3 separate regions of the Sus scrofa genome follow, and regions 1 and 3 are each linked to region 2. Evidence: chromatin contacts called from public Hi-C and HiChIP or PLAC-seq data. All regions are on one chromosome and are shown on one strand. Each heading gives the region's core, a stretch centred on a gene start, on an enhancer-like site or on the middle of the called end of the contact. The rest is flanking DNA. Distances are from core to core; before and after follow the strand shown.

Region 1 (4,013 bases), core at 512-3,011, 130 kb before region 2:
CTAGCTGCGTCTTCGACCTACACTACAGCTCACAGCAACACCAGATCCTTAACCCACTGAACGAGGCCAGGGAAAGAACCCACAACCACATGGTTACTAGACGGATTCATTTCCACTGTGCCAAGACAGGAACTCCTGTGCTTTTCTGTTTTCAGAGCATCTTTTGCCATACCTTCTTAAGAATTTTTTTCTATTTTTCTTTTTTTGTTTCTTTTTTTCCTATTAAACCTGGCTTGGGAGTTACTGTTTGAATCTGTCATTTTGTTCTTTCTTCAAGGTGCTGAGTTTTTAACTGCTCAGTGACAGTTTTGCCTTCTCTCGAGTTTTTAGCTGCATGATTCTCTAAGGCAGTGTGGTGGCTCAGCCATCGATGAAAAGCTGAGAGGTGTATTTCCTCTCAGAGCGTGGGCAGTGGATTAGCAGGTTGGGTCACCTTCACTTGAGATGGGGATGGGGAAGCTTGGTTTTCACCCTCTCCAGGGTGTGAGGGAGAGTAAAAGTCTTTATTCCTCATGTGGCGATGATGGGGAGCCTTTTCTCCCCAAGGGCTGGAGTCGGTGAGCTTCTCCCAAGGCTGCCAGCACCACCTGGCCAGGCAGTCTGAGCTCCAGCTCTAGTTCCCTGAGGAAGAAGTTGAAGTGGAGAAGTTATACACATGGGCCTAGTCCACTTTGGCTCATTTGAAAGTAGCAGATTTGGCCTCTTTGAGAACATTTCTAGGTTCAAGAGTTATTGTTTTCATGTATTAGACTGTTTTACGAAATAATCTACCCCTGGAGGCTGAACCAGGTGTTCACAGTTTCACTGTGTGTACTTTGAGTTCATTACTGAAAGTCCTTGTGGTGTTTAATATTGTGAAGGTGACCTAAGGCTCAGAGGACCCCGTGCTGCCCGTCCAGGCAGACGTTCCTGGCCGTGCCGGGCCGTGTGCTCGCCACCTGAGTTTAACCTGCCAGAAGAATACACTTTCACACGTTGTTACTAGAAGCATGTCACATCGTCGGCAGTTAGATTCATGGATAAAGTAATCTAATAGGGGGATCAAAAGCTTACTGAAACGGACTCGGACTGTTTAAATATGCTACTTTGTCCGTCAGATAAGAATTTCCAGTGGGCAAATACTGGAGCACCTGTGTTCAGAGCACAGTCGACCAGCAGAGGTGGCGAAGACGAAGATGGCAGTGACGAAGAGATGGTTCACAATGAAGACATCCACTTTGAACCAATAGTGTCATTACCAGAGGTGAATATTAAGCAATGAAAGCTGTACTAGTAATTTCACGTTTGACGTTTAAAACTTGATTTGTAGGGCTGGCCTTGTTTTGCATTGTTTCAGAACACTGCCCACCTCAAATGGAAGTTCTATATTAGAAGTTCAGCCTTTAAGCTTAAATTGTCTCTTTGAAAAAATTTATATATAAACATAATATTGGTAACATTTTATCCTATATGAAATTTTATATGCAATTGTGGGGAAGAACGTAGTCGTCTCGCGTTTATTTTCATAACATAATTCGAGAGAACGCACAACAGCCTAGATGCTGCCAGCGAAGCAAGGAATAAAGGGGTAATGGCCCGTCCGCAAGCATTGCGCCCCCGGGAACCCCGAGCCCCTACAGACGCCGGTGGCCACGCCATGACGCACATCCGCTGCGCCGGCCACGGCGCCGTTGCCAAGGAGACGTCAGCGGCCTCGGCGTGCCTTGGCGTCCAGGCCGGGGGCGGGGCGTGCGGTACGACAGGGCGCACGTCCGCGGCGCCCGCCCCGCCCCTCCTCGCCTCACGCCGTTGCCTGGGAGACGACGGCGGCCGCAGCCATGGAATTGAGGGTGGTGAAGCCCCCAGGGCAGGATCTGGTGGTGGAGCGCCTCAAAAGCCGCTACGGCCTGGGGGGCGGCTGCCCCACCGAGGTGAGGCCCCGCCCTGCCTGCCAGCAGGTGCGGACCTCCGGGTGGCCGCGTTTGCAGGTCGAGGCTCCTGGCGGGCACCACACCCCCAAGGGTCAGTCGGCGTCCCCGAGGGAACGCGTGGCAGGGGCTCCAGGCGGTGACTTGCGTGCGGGTGGGAACCGCCTCGGTCCCAGCCCAGAGCTGCAAGTCCGAGCCAGTTTGGCACGGAAAGGTGCGGGCGCCCGGCCGACTGGATCCGCGTTGGTGCCTCTGACCGTGGACCCCGCGCGCGCGTCGGGCGGTCGGGACGGGGCACTGCGCGGCTTCGGTCCTCTGAGGCGGGAACACCAGGCGGGAGCGGGGACGGCTGTGCGGGGACTGGGCGCGAACCGGGCGGGAACCGGGACAGCCCAGCGGGAACTGGGCGGGAACGGGGACGGCTGTGCGGGGGCGGTGTGTGGGGACCCGGCGGGGAGGGCCTGCACCCGGTCACCGCGCTGGCGCTCTCTTTCAGCCGGGGTGGCGGCGATCGGACGGTGCGGAGCGTCCTGAGCGTCGGAGGCGGCCTCCCCGCACCCCAGGTAGGTCTGCGCGGCTGGGAGGCGCTCAGGCCGCAGGGCTCAGCGCCTTCGCGGGGAGGCTCTGGCTCTTTCCTTCACTGCATCGAAGAGAGTTTATTACACAGCGTTTACTGTCTCAGATTCACGAAGGGAGAAAGGAAGGGTTGGACGTTGGAGGCCTGGCGGGATATCGCGGGGAGGCGGAAAGCAGGCTGGATTCTGAACTTAGTCCTTCCTTGTGCTTTCTGCTGGTGGCACTGAGAAGATTCCCGTGGCGTCTCTGGTGCTCGGGTGCCTAGCCATTAGAACAGGTTAAAGGCACCTGCTCGGCTTGCTGCCCAGCGTCGGACCCAGAATCCGGTGCGCTGGTGGATGACAGCATCTTGTAAATTGGAGGCTCGATGCCTGTTTTCTGGAAGTCTGCTTGCGGGAGACAGACGGATGAAGTGATGTTGCCGTCTTAGGTTCGGGAGCCCAGAAAGAGATCCTTGTTGCCTGACCTTAGCGGTCTCTACTGTGCTCTTTCCTGTTCACAGACGACGTGGATGTCTTCTCCTGTGGAGATGAACTTGGCTCATCGTTAAGCTGTGATTGGGATGAGAGGAGGCGCGGCTCAGCGCCGCTCTGTAGTTCCTTCAAGCTCAGGACTGGGAATTGGTAAAGTACCCCGAGTCCTTCCTGGTGCCCTCTCCCTCCCCCCACCCAGCATCTCAGAAACCAAAGGAAGGGGACAGGGTGCTGCCCACATGCTTGTTTTTCTCTGGGAGGCGGCATAAGCGTCTGGAGCTTGCTGAGTAGTTGAAGAGAGTGGGTAGTTGTTCCTGAGAACCTGGTAAAAGCACAGACCCAGCGCTGTGCTTGCTGACGTCAGGGGAAGTTACTCACATGGTGTGATGGATAAAAAGTTATAGTTATTCATCTGGGACCCAAATGAAGTTCTTGTTCCCTTTGTTCTTTTTTTTGAAAAAGGAACTGGAATAAAAGTGAGTAACAGGTTTGTTAGCCAGCAGTGTTTAACTCCATCTCTATCGTGTGTCTCGTGGTGTGGTAAGCACTGTATTTTACATAGTTGGGAGAGAGATAGAAGTTCGTCCAGGGAGTTGGCACCTACAAAACATGCATGGTGTGGTGCTGGGCTGTGAAGGGTCAGCATTTTTGTGGAAAAGATTTTACTCTGGCTGAAAACAAGTGAAGCTCAGGTGAAATAAAGTTCTAGGTTGAATACCGTTAATGCCAAAAATAGGTGGCAGAAGGAAGTGCTTATGTGTCAAGAGGGAGCAAACATTTTGAGGTAACATTAAACCATAACGATGTGTTCATATACAACATGAAACATTGAGAGAATTGTGGAGAGGAAAAAAGAGAATTGTACCTAAAATATCTGTTACTGACGTGATTGATATTTTGGAGCTTAGATTGCTTCATTCTCTGTTTAAATGAATTAATACACATACAGCACGTAGACTCGTGTTGGGTACATAGAAAAGCACTGAAGTTGCCATTATCGTCATCTTTAATGTTATTGCTCTTTCACGTGGCACTAGCAGAGTAACCTTGTTGATCT
Region 2 (4,019 bases), core at 207-2,706:
TTGAGGGTTTGATCCCTGGCCTTACTCAATGGGTTGAGGATCTGGAGTTGCCGGGAGCTGTGGTGTAGGTCGCAGACGTGGTGGGATTTGGCGTTGCTGTGGCTCTGGCTAGGCTGGCAGGTACAGCTCCGATTGGACCCTAGCTTGGGAACCTCCATATGCCGCAGATGCGGCCCTAAAAAGACTAAATAAATAAAAAGCAAAAAGAGGAATACACCAGAATTGAATATACAGAGCCTTTCTTCCCCAACCCACAAATTCATACTTTTTTTTTTTAAATGAGCTGCGGTATAGTGAGCTGCGGTGTGGGTTGCAGATGTGGCTTGGATCCTGCGTTGATCCTCGCGGCATGCGCGAGTTCCTGGGCTAGAGACTGACCCTGAACCACAGCAGTGACACCAGATCCTTAACCACTAGGCTACCAGGGACCTCCCACGAATTCATAATTTGAAAGACAGAGGAAGTTTATGACAACAGCAATACACAACTGTCAAGATGGCACTAAAAAAAAAAAAAAAAAAACACCTTTCTTTTCCATTTTTATGTATTTATTTATTTATTTTTAAGAGCCAGGCCCGCAGCATATGGAAGTTCCCCTACCCGGAACACCTTAAATGACTGTACTTTAACACCCATATCTACTGCGAGCACTTAATGCGCTAAACACTTCCGTTAATGTTTAACACGGGACATACTAAAAACTCCTATCAGTAGCCTGATTCCGCCCTATTAACGAAATAAACAGAACTTGCTTCAAATCCCACAGCCTGTGTCCAGCATAGCTATGACTCCACCCCAGGGAAGTGACTCGGGATCCTGCGCCCACCCCCTACTCGCCGTCCCCGTCCCCGTCCCCTCTAGGCACCACGTCCGGTCGGATCCACGATGTGGCCAACTCCCTACGTGGGAACAAGGGGAAGTACCCTAAGAGACATCTACGTCTACCCCAGCAATAAGGCCCGGGAAGGAACTCAGAACCCCCGCGACCCAGCGGGAAAACGAAAGTCGGCAAAAGCAGCTTCCAATGCAGAGTGTGAGGGATGGCGAGGCGGCCGCGCCGAAGCGGCAGCGCCTCGGCGTGGAGCCCGGGCAGTGGGCACAGCGGGGCCGGCCGGGCGCCGTAGAGGACGAAGAGGAAGAGAAGGAGAAGGAAAAGCAGAAGGGAGCGCCGCGCCAACGCCCGCCCGCCGCCTCCCCGCCCCCCGCGCGCCGGCCGCGCCTCAGTGGGAGCCATGGCGCCGCGGCCCGCCCGGAGGCCGCGCGCCCATCCCGCTCACCTCTCGGGGCGACGGAGCGGAGCCCTGCACTGAGGCGATGTACCGCTCCACGTCCGCCTTGCTACGCCGCATCGCGCCGCCGAGCGGGGTCCGCGCGAGGGACGCCAGCGCCGAGGCCGCAGCTGCCGCCGTCTCAGGAGCTCGGCGCCCGAAGGTCCGTGACGCAGCTCCGTAGCCGGCGAGGGGCAGACACGCGTGCGTGCATGCGTGCGTACGTGCGTGTTGCGTCATCACTGTGCGCCGCGCAGGCCCTCGGGCGCCGGCGTTCGGTGGTGACTATGCTAGCGAGGTGCGCGGGAATGCGAAGGTGACGTAGTGACAACGAGGCGACGGGGACTGGTCCAACCCACGGACGTTCCTAACAGTCACACCTCGGCGCCAGTCGTAGGCGTTTAGAAAGCGTCTTCCGGAGCTCCTGTTGTGCTTCCATAGAAAAGAGCCCGACCAATATTCATGAGGGCTCCGGTTCGATCCCTGCCCTAGCTCAATGGTACAAGGATGCCGCGTTGCTGTGGCCATGGTGTAGGCGGGCAGCTACAGCTCTGATTCAGCACCTATCCTGGGAATTTCAGTATTCCTTGGGTGTAGCCTTACAAAGCAAAAATAAGGTGTTTTCAGTAGGTTTCAGATTTCAGCAGATCACATCAGTGTATACAGGGAGTTTAGAATTTATAGTTATGGTTTATTTTTATTTTTTGCTTATAGACTTTATGGTTTTATCCAACACTTAAAAGTCGCCTGGCCACTTAGAATCTATCCTTTTTTATTTTTCCATTTTCCAAACTTCCTTCTTTTTTTTTTTTTTTTTTTTTTTGGCTTTTTATGGGCCTCACCTGCGGCGTATGGAACTTCCCAGGCCAGGGGTCAAATCCGAGCTCCAGCTGCCAGCCTACACCACAGCTCAGGCAACACCCACAGAGCAGGGCCAGGGATCTAACCGGAGCCCTCATGGTATTTGTGATACTAGCCAGATTTGTTACTGCTGGGCCACAATGGGAACTCCCATTTTCCAAACTTGGCAATGACCAATTACTGCCTCTGTAAAGAGGGAAAATCAGCCCGTCCTATTTCATTTCAGTCATTTTGGATATGAATAAGAGTACTAAGGCAGGAATGATTCTGTAAACAAGCCACTGTTAGTGGGTGAACTTTAGTGGTCCTGCTCAGCCTCAGGTCAGCATTGCAGTGGGCCTTTCCCCCAAGCAAGGGACCATTGGTGAGTGACCACTGGCCTCTCCCCCTCCCCTTTCTCTGTACAAAAGGAACCTGAATTCAGAGAAAGGCAAGATGGTTTTTTTGAGACACTAGTCTGCCGGCTTTCCAATTAAAGTCATTATTCCTGGCCTCAGTATCCCGATGTACTGGCCTGTTGAGCTGTAAGCAGAGGGAACTGGGTTCAGGATCAATTGTGAGGTTGCTACTGGGATTGGCATAATTAACGGAAGTACAGTGTAAAGAAAACTGGTCCTGGATGGAATATCTCACTTTAGGTGTTGATTTATTTCACCTGAGTTTCCATTTGTGTATTCAAGTGGAGATGCCCAGCCTGCAGGTGAAGTCGTAGGACTGGGTTCTGTGGCAACTTGGCTGTCATAAGCCTTGTGGACAGTGTTGGTGATAATAGCCAAAGCTTACTTGCAAGTGAATTTCATTTGATTCTCCCAGCAATTTCGTGAAGTTACTCTTATTATTGTGCATAAATTGACCTATAAAGAAACAAAGGGCGTGAATGGTCAAGCAATTTTCCCAAGCACACCTAGTAAAATGACTACTTTTAATCTGCTGTAGTTGAAGATACAGAAAAGAAGTAGGCTGAAGAGAAAATCTTGACGTTCTCAAAAGGCTTTCCTTGGAGTTTCCGTCATGGCACAGGGGAAACGAATGTGACTAGGAACCATGAGATTGCAAGTTCGATCCCTGGCCTTGCTCAGTGGGTTAAGGATCCTGCGTTGTGTGGCTGTGATGTGGTCCAGCAGCTGCAGCTCCAATTCAACCCCTAGCCTGGGAACCTCCACATGCCATGGGTGTGGCCTAAAAAGAGAAAAAAAAAAAAAAAAGGCTTTCCTTAAGTACATTTATTATGCTTTGAAACCTTGGTTTTTGCCAAATGGGGGGATGAGTCTCTTCTGCTGGGCTTTAAAAATGAACATTCTTCTCCAGGAAGATGTCCCTTCTTTTCTCAGCATGGACCAGTTCCATCCAAACTTATTCTCACAAGCAATTCCTCTGAATCACACAGCTAACTAATGTTCTTTGCAAGTTGTCAGATGCCACTTTAATGCCTCAATCACTCATGTTGATGCCTTGCAAATTTAATTCAAATGAGAGTTGAAACCATAGAAATATCTGGCTTACGACTTTTTTTTTATTAGCCAGTTTTACCTGATTAATCTGAGCCCTCAACTTCTGAATTAATTAACTGACGGGCACCCAGCACTGAAGCTGATCAAACTCATTTTTTTTTTTTTCCACTCAAGCCCCTCTGTCCTTGTGGCAGATTGTCATCCGTGGCAGACACATTCTCTTTCATGTATCATATGATTCATTTTTTTCTTCAGAATCATTGATAATACTGTCAGTTCATCCCATCATTTTCTCAGCTTCTAAATTTGTATCATTCTCTAGTAAACCTAAAAGACTGCTTTGTAGGTAGCCCTAAGAAAATTCTCATGACTGAACTTGGAAGACATGATAAGATTAAAATGTTCATAGACAACCTCAGAAAACAGGAGGAACCAACAT
Region 3 (4,073 bases), core at 1,335-3,834, 180 kb after region 2:
TGTGTTTACTCTGATTTTACCACTTGGGGCTAACTAGGGGCTGGTTCCCAGGTGAGTGGGTGGATTCTCAACTCACACTCAAGAGGTCATTGACTTTATAGCATTTTTGTCCCCGCTCAGTCACTTACTATTCAGGAATTACTACTGAATTACTGTTCAGCATTTATTGTTATGCCACAAACCGTATCCATCGTCTGTCCTTGTTTCTTCTTCCCTCTAATCAGTGTAGCCTTTATTACTATTATTATTTTGCTTTTTAGGGCCGCACCAGTAGCATATGGAAGTTCCCAGGCTAGGAGTTGAATTGGAGCTACAGCTGCCTGCCTATACCACAGCCACAGCTACAGGGGATCTGAGTTGCATCTGTGACCTACACCACAGCTCATAGCAATTCTGGATCTTTAACCCACTGAGCGAGGCCAGGGATCGAACCTGCATCCTCATGGATCCTAGTCGGGTTCGTTAACCACTGAGCCATGACAGGAACTCCTACTAATACTTAAACACTGTCCTGCAGTGATGATAATGAAGTAGAGTTGTGGGTGAAATTAAGGTAGTGAGATATGCTCCCCATCAGTGGTTACTTGCAGAAATTCATATTAGAAAAGTTTAATCCTGAACAGGGTCATGATAAGATCAGAAAATCAGGGCTGGGAGTTCCAGTGGTAACGAACGAGACTAGCGTCCATGAGGATGCTGGTTTGATCCCTGGCCTTGCTCAGTGGGTTAAGGATGCGGCGTTGCCATGAGCTGTGGTGCAGGTTGCAGACAAGGCTTGGATCCCATGTTTCTGTGGCTATGATGTAGGCCAGTAGTTGCAGCTCCGACTGGACCCCTAGCCTGGGAACTTCCATATGTCGTGGGTGTGGCCCTAAAAAAGAAAAAAAAAAAGAAAGAAAGAAGATCAGGGCTGACATGAAACAGATGGAAGGGTGAGTGGAGAGCCCCTCTGTGTGCAGAGTCTTTATTGAAGTGTATGCACTGGAGCAGGGGCAGGGGGTGGGGGGTGAGTTGAATACCGCATTTTTTCTCTGTATGTAGGTACATGCAAATAGCTGCAGAACCACCTCTCCCAGCTCAGGCCCCAGTGTTTACGACGCTGTGGCTGGGCTCAGTTTGTCTTGTTTCTGCACTAACTTCATTAAGCTGATTATTGGAATAAGAAAGCAGGTTCACAACATACCACCAGGGAGGGTGGAAATTAAGAGTAGTTCTGGGGAGTTTCCGTTGTGACGCAGTAGAAATGCGACGAACTAGTATCCATGAGGATGTGGGTTTGATCCCTGGCCTCAATCAGTGGGTCAAGGATCTGGCATTGCCGTGAGCTGTGGTGTAGGTTGCAGACACGGCTCGGATCCCGTGTGGCTCTGGCATAGGCCAGCAGCTGTAGCTCCTATTCGACCCCTAGCCTGGGAATCTCCATATGTTCTGGGACCCCGAGCTGGGAAGCCTGGGAGCTGAGCAATGCAGATCCCAAGCCGCCCACCCTCTCCCCACATCAGCTCCCCCCCGCCTGTCCAGCTCACACACAGCAGCTCTTTACAAGATCTGCTATAAGGGCCCTTCGCTGGGAACAAGTAAATCAACAATCTGGCCAGTTTATTTTCAGCTGTTTGACTCACTGCCTTCAAGGGAACTTAAAAAACAACAACTAAAAACCAACCAACCAAACAAAAAAACCCACATGCATCAGAGGAAGAATTAAATTCTTAAGAGGGATAGGTCGTTTTAATATTTTTAGTGTGGTTTCAGTTTCCATTCGTGATTTGTCTTGGCTCTGTCACTCTGCCCAGTAAACTGCTTTCCACTCGGACCCAGGTCAGTTCCTTTTTTTTTTTTTTTTTTTTTTGTTATTGATGCATCTTCCCCCCACAGCCTTCCTAACTGTCCTCTTGGTCACCCCCATTCCCGTGCCTACCTGCTTTCGGATAGGTAGCGATAAGCAGATCGTCAGGCCGGGCTTGGAAGTTCCAGATCTGCACCCAGGTGTCACAGGTGGGCGTGGGCTGCAGAATCCCCTCCACGTAGTCCACAGCCAAGCGCTCACCTTCGTCGTGTTCCAGACCCTCCATCTTGCTCAAGGCCATCAGGGTCAGATCCTAGATGTCTGCCCCGGTAAAGTATTGCTCTCAGGTGGCACAAAGCTGTGTTGTTGCTGGCCTGGAGACAGGGCAGAACTCAGAGCACTGGCCCTGCCTTGGACCGGCCGTAGAGGGCAGAGCGGCCGTTCTAGGGAGCCAGCAACTCTCCTCGGGGCTTTGCACACAGTGCTTTCCTAGCCTGTTCCCGGTGGGCTATGATGCAGCTGCTCCTGGCTGCCATCTAGCGGCCCGTGCACAGTCAGCCCTGCTCTTCTGTGCCACCTCATTTGTGGTTCACCTCTGTGTGCACAAAACAATCCACAGCTCTCCGTTAATTGTTTCTTCTGAGGATTTTAAGCTAATTGAGAAATTGCAGGGAGCCTGCCTGTGGAATTGCAGGTCACGTCATTGCAGAATGATTTCCCTGACAGGCTGCAGGGAGATTGCTGTGGCTGCTGGCAATGAGGGGCCTAGATAGAAACTCCCGGCACAAAGGTCAGCGTTGTTATTGTTAAGAGTGAAATAAACAAGGCTCTATTAGGGAAGTTTCCCTTCCTGTTGTGGGCTCTTCCTCATAAATATCAAGTGGAGTCTTCCAGCTAATGAAACGTGGGTCACGTTTGAAGCGAAGTGGATGCAAAAGCTTGTCCTTTTTGGACCTCACCTCCCAGCCTCACGCCAGAGTCCCCTGGAAGCCCCTTGTTTTGCTGAAAGCCTTGGTGAGAGTTCTTGCTATGGCTCAGTGGGTTAGGAACACGACTTGTGTCCATGAGGATGTGGGTCCGATCCCTGACCTTGCTCAGTGGGTTAAGGATCTGGTGTTGCCCTGGGCTGTGGTGTAGGTCTTAGATGTGGCTCAGATCTGGAGTGGCTGTGGCTGTGGCTGTGGTCGGCAGCTTCAGCTCTGAACGCACCCCTAGCCTGAGAATATCCATATGCCTCAGGAGTGTCCCTAAAAATTAAAAAAAAAATTTTTTTTTAAAGCCCTGGGATTTATTTATCCTGCTTGCTCCTTCCCTCGGAACCATTCCTGGCTCTTGGAGTTTTTTTTCTCTCTTGTTTCAGTCACAACCCTTCTCTGCTGACTGCCTTGGAAACAAGACTGACCCACCCAGTTCCTGTTTCTCCGTCTGATATAATCAAGAATGTTGCTGGGCTTTGTCTCTGGTTCCCGAAGCTGAGGTTTTTTGTTTTTTGTGTTTTTTTTTTTTTGTCTTTTTGCTATTTCTTTGGGCCACTCCCACGGCATATGGAGGTTCCTAGGCTAGGGGTCGAATCGGAGCTGTAGCCACTGGCCTACGCCAGAGCCACAGCAATGAGGGATCCGAGCCGCGTCTGCAACCTAGCTCACGGCAACACTGGATCATTAACCCACTGAGCAAGGGCAGGGACCGAACCCGCAACCTCATGGTTCCTAGTTGGATTCGTTAACCACTGCACCACGATGGGAACTCCTTTTTTTTTTTTTTTCCTAAGCTGAGTTTTAAAAACCCTTGAAGTTCCTGAGAAATTGGGGGGTCTTTGGCTGTTCATAGTGAGTCCCTTTAGCCCACACCTGAGTTTACCCTAACGAGGTGACACCTGCTGGGCCCTTAGTTTCCAAGGAGGGGCTGCAATTCCAGCAAGATAAAGCATATGACCCTTTTATCCAGGTCACAGTTGGGGGCTGGTCCTTTCATCCTCACAGGGTCAGGAGGTTGGTCCTTTCACCAGCTCAGGATCAGGGGGCTGGTCCTTTCATCCTCACAGGGTCAGAGGCCCTTTCAGTCCCACCCCTGCCTCCAGAGAGGGGAGGGTTGGGGACTGGGCTCAGCCGTGTAGTCAGTGCTAAGGAACCCCCTTGGCACCAAGGCTCAGGGCCTCTTCTTGGCTGGTGAACATGGTGATGTGCCCAGAAGCTGCTCTGCGCAGGATCTATGGGGACAGGGCACAGAAGCCTTGTCCCCTCTCCTCCAAGACCTTGTCCCCCTCACCTCTTCCATTTGGCTGCCC

What was found. Hi-C and Micro-C count contacts between places; a contact is called where the count stands out from the background. HiChIP or PLAC-seq counts read pairs in DNA pulled down with a chosen protein or histone mark.
Region 1: a contact with region 2 is called in a Hi-C map of liver, with 4 times the contacts expected there. The contact joins the promoter of CCDC138 here to the promoter of LOC100511376 in region 2. A contact is called at or near these places in 1 of 5 promoter capture datasets (liver), 5 of 47 Hi-C or Micro-C datasets (alveolar macrophages, heart right ventricle and liver) and 1 of 2 datasets of contacts at active chromatin or transcription factors (alveolar macrophages).
Region 3: a contact with region 2 is called in an H3K27ac HiChIP or PLAC-seq map of alveolar macrophages. The contact joins the promoter of LOC100623441 here to the promoter of LOC100511376 in region 2. A contact is called at or near these places in 1 of 47 Hi-C or Micro-C datasets (liver) and 1 of 2 datasets of contacts at active chromatin or transcription factors (alveolar macrophages).

What each region holds. Positions count from the first base shown.
Region 1 is chr3:47,468,913-47,472,925 of Sscrofa11.1, forward strand. CCDC138 (coiled-coil domain-containing protein 138) reads left to right here and starts at 1,762. Exons shown (of 16, transcript XM_013995876.2): 1 at 1,762-1,937; 2 at 2,404-2,470; 3 at 2,986-3,106. The coding sequence starts at 1,818.
Region 2 is chr3:47,599,872-47,603,890 of Sscrofa11.1, forward strand. It overlaps LOC100511376 (E3 SUMO-protein ligase RanBP2), which reads right to left and starts at 1,457. Exons shown (of 30, transcript XM_021087106.1): 1 at 1,278-1,457. The coding sequence starts at 1,349.
Region 3 is chr3:47,774,594-47,778,666 of Sscrofa11.1, forward strand. It overlaps LOC100623441 (sulfotransferase 1C4), which reads right to left and starts at 2,585. Exons shown (of 8, transcript XM_013995888.1): 1 at 1,919-2,585. The coding sequence starts at 2,087.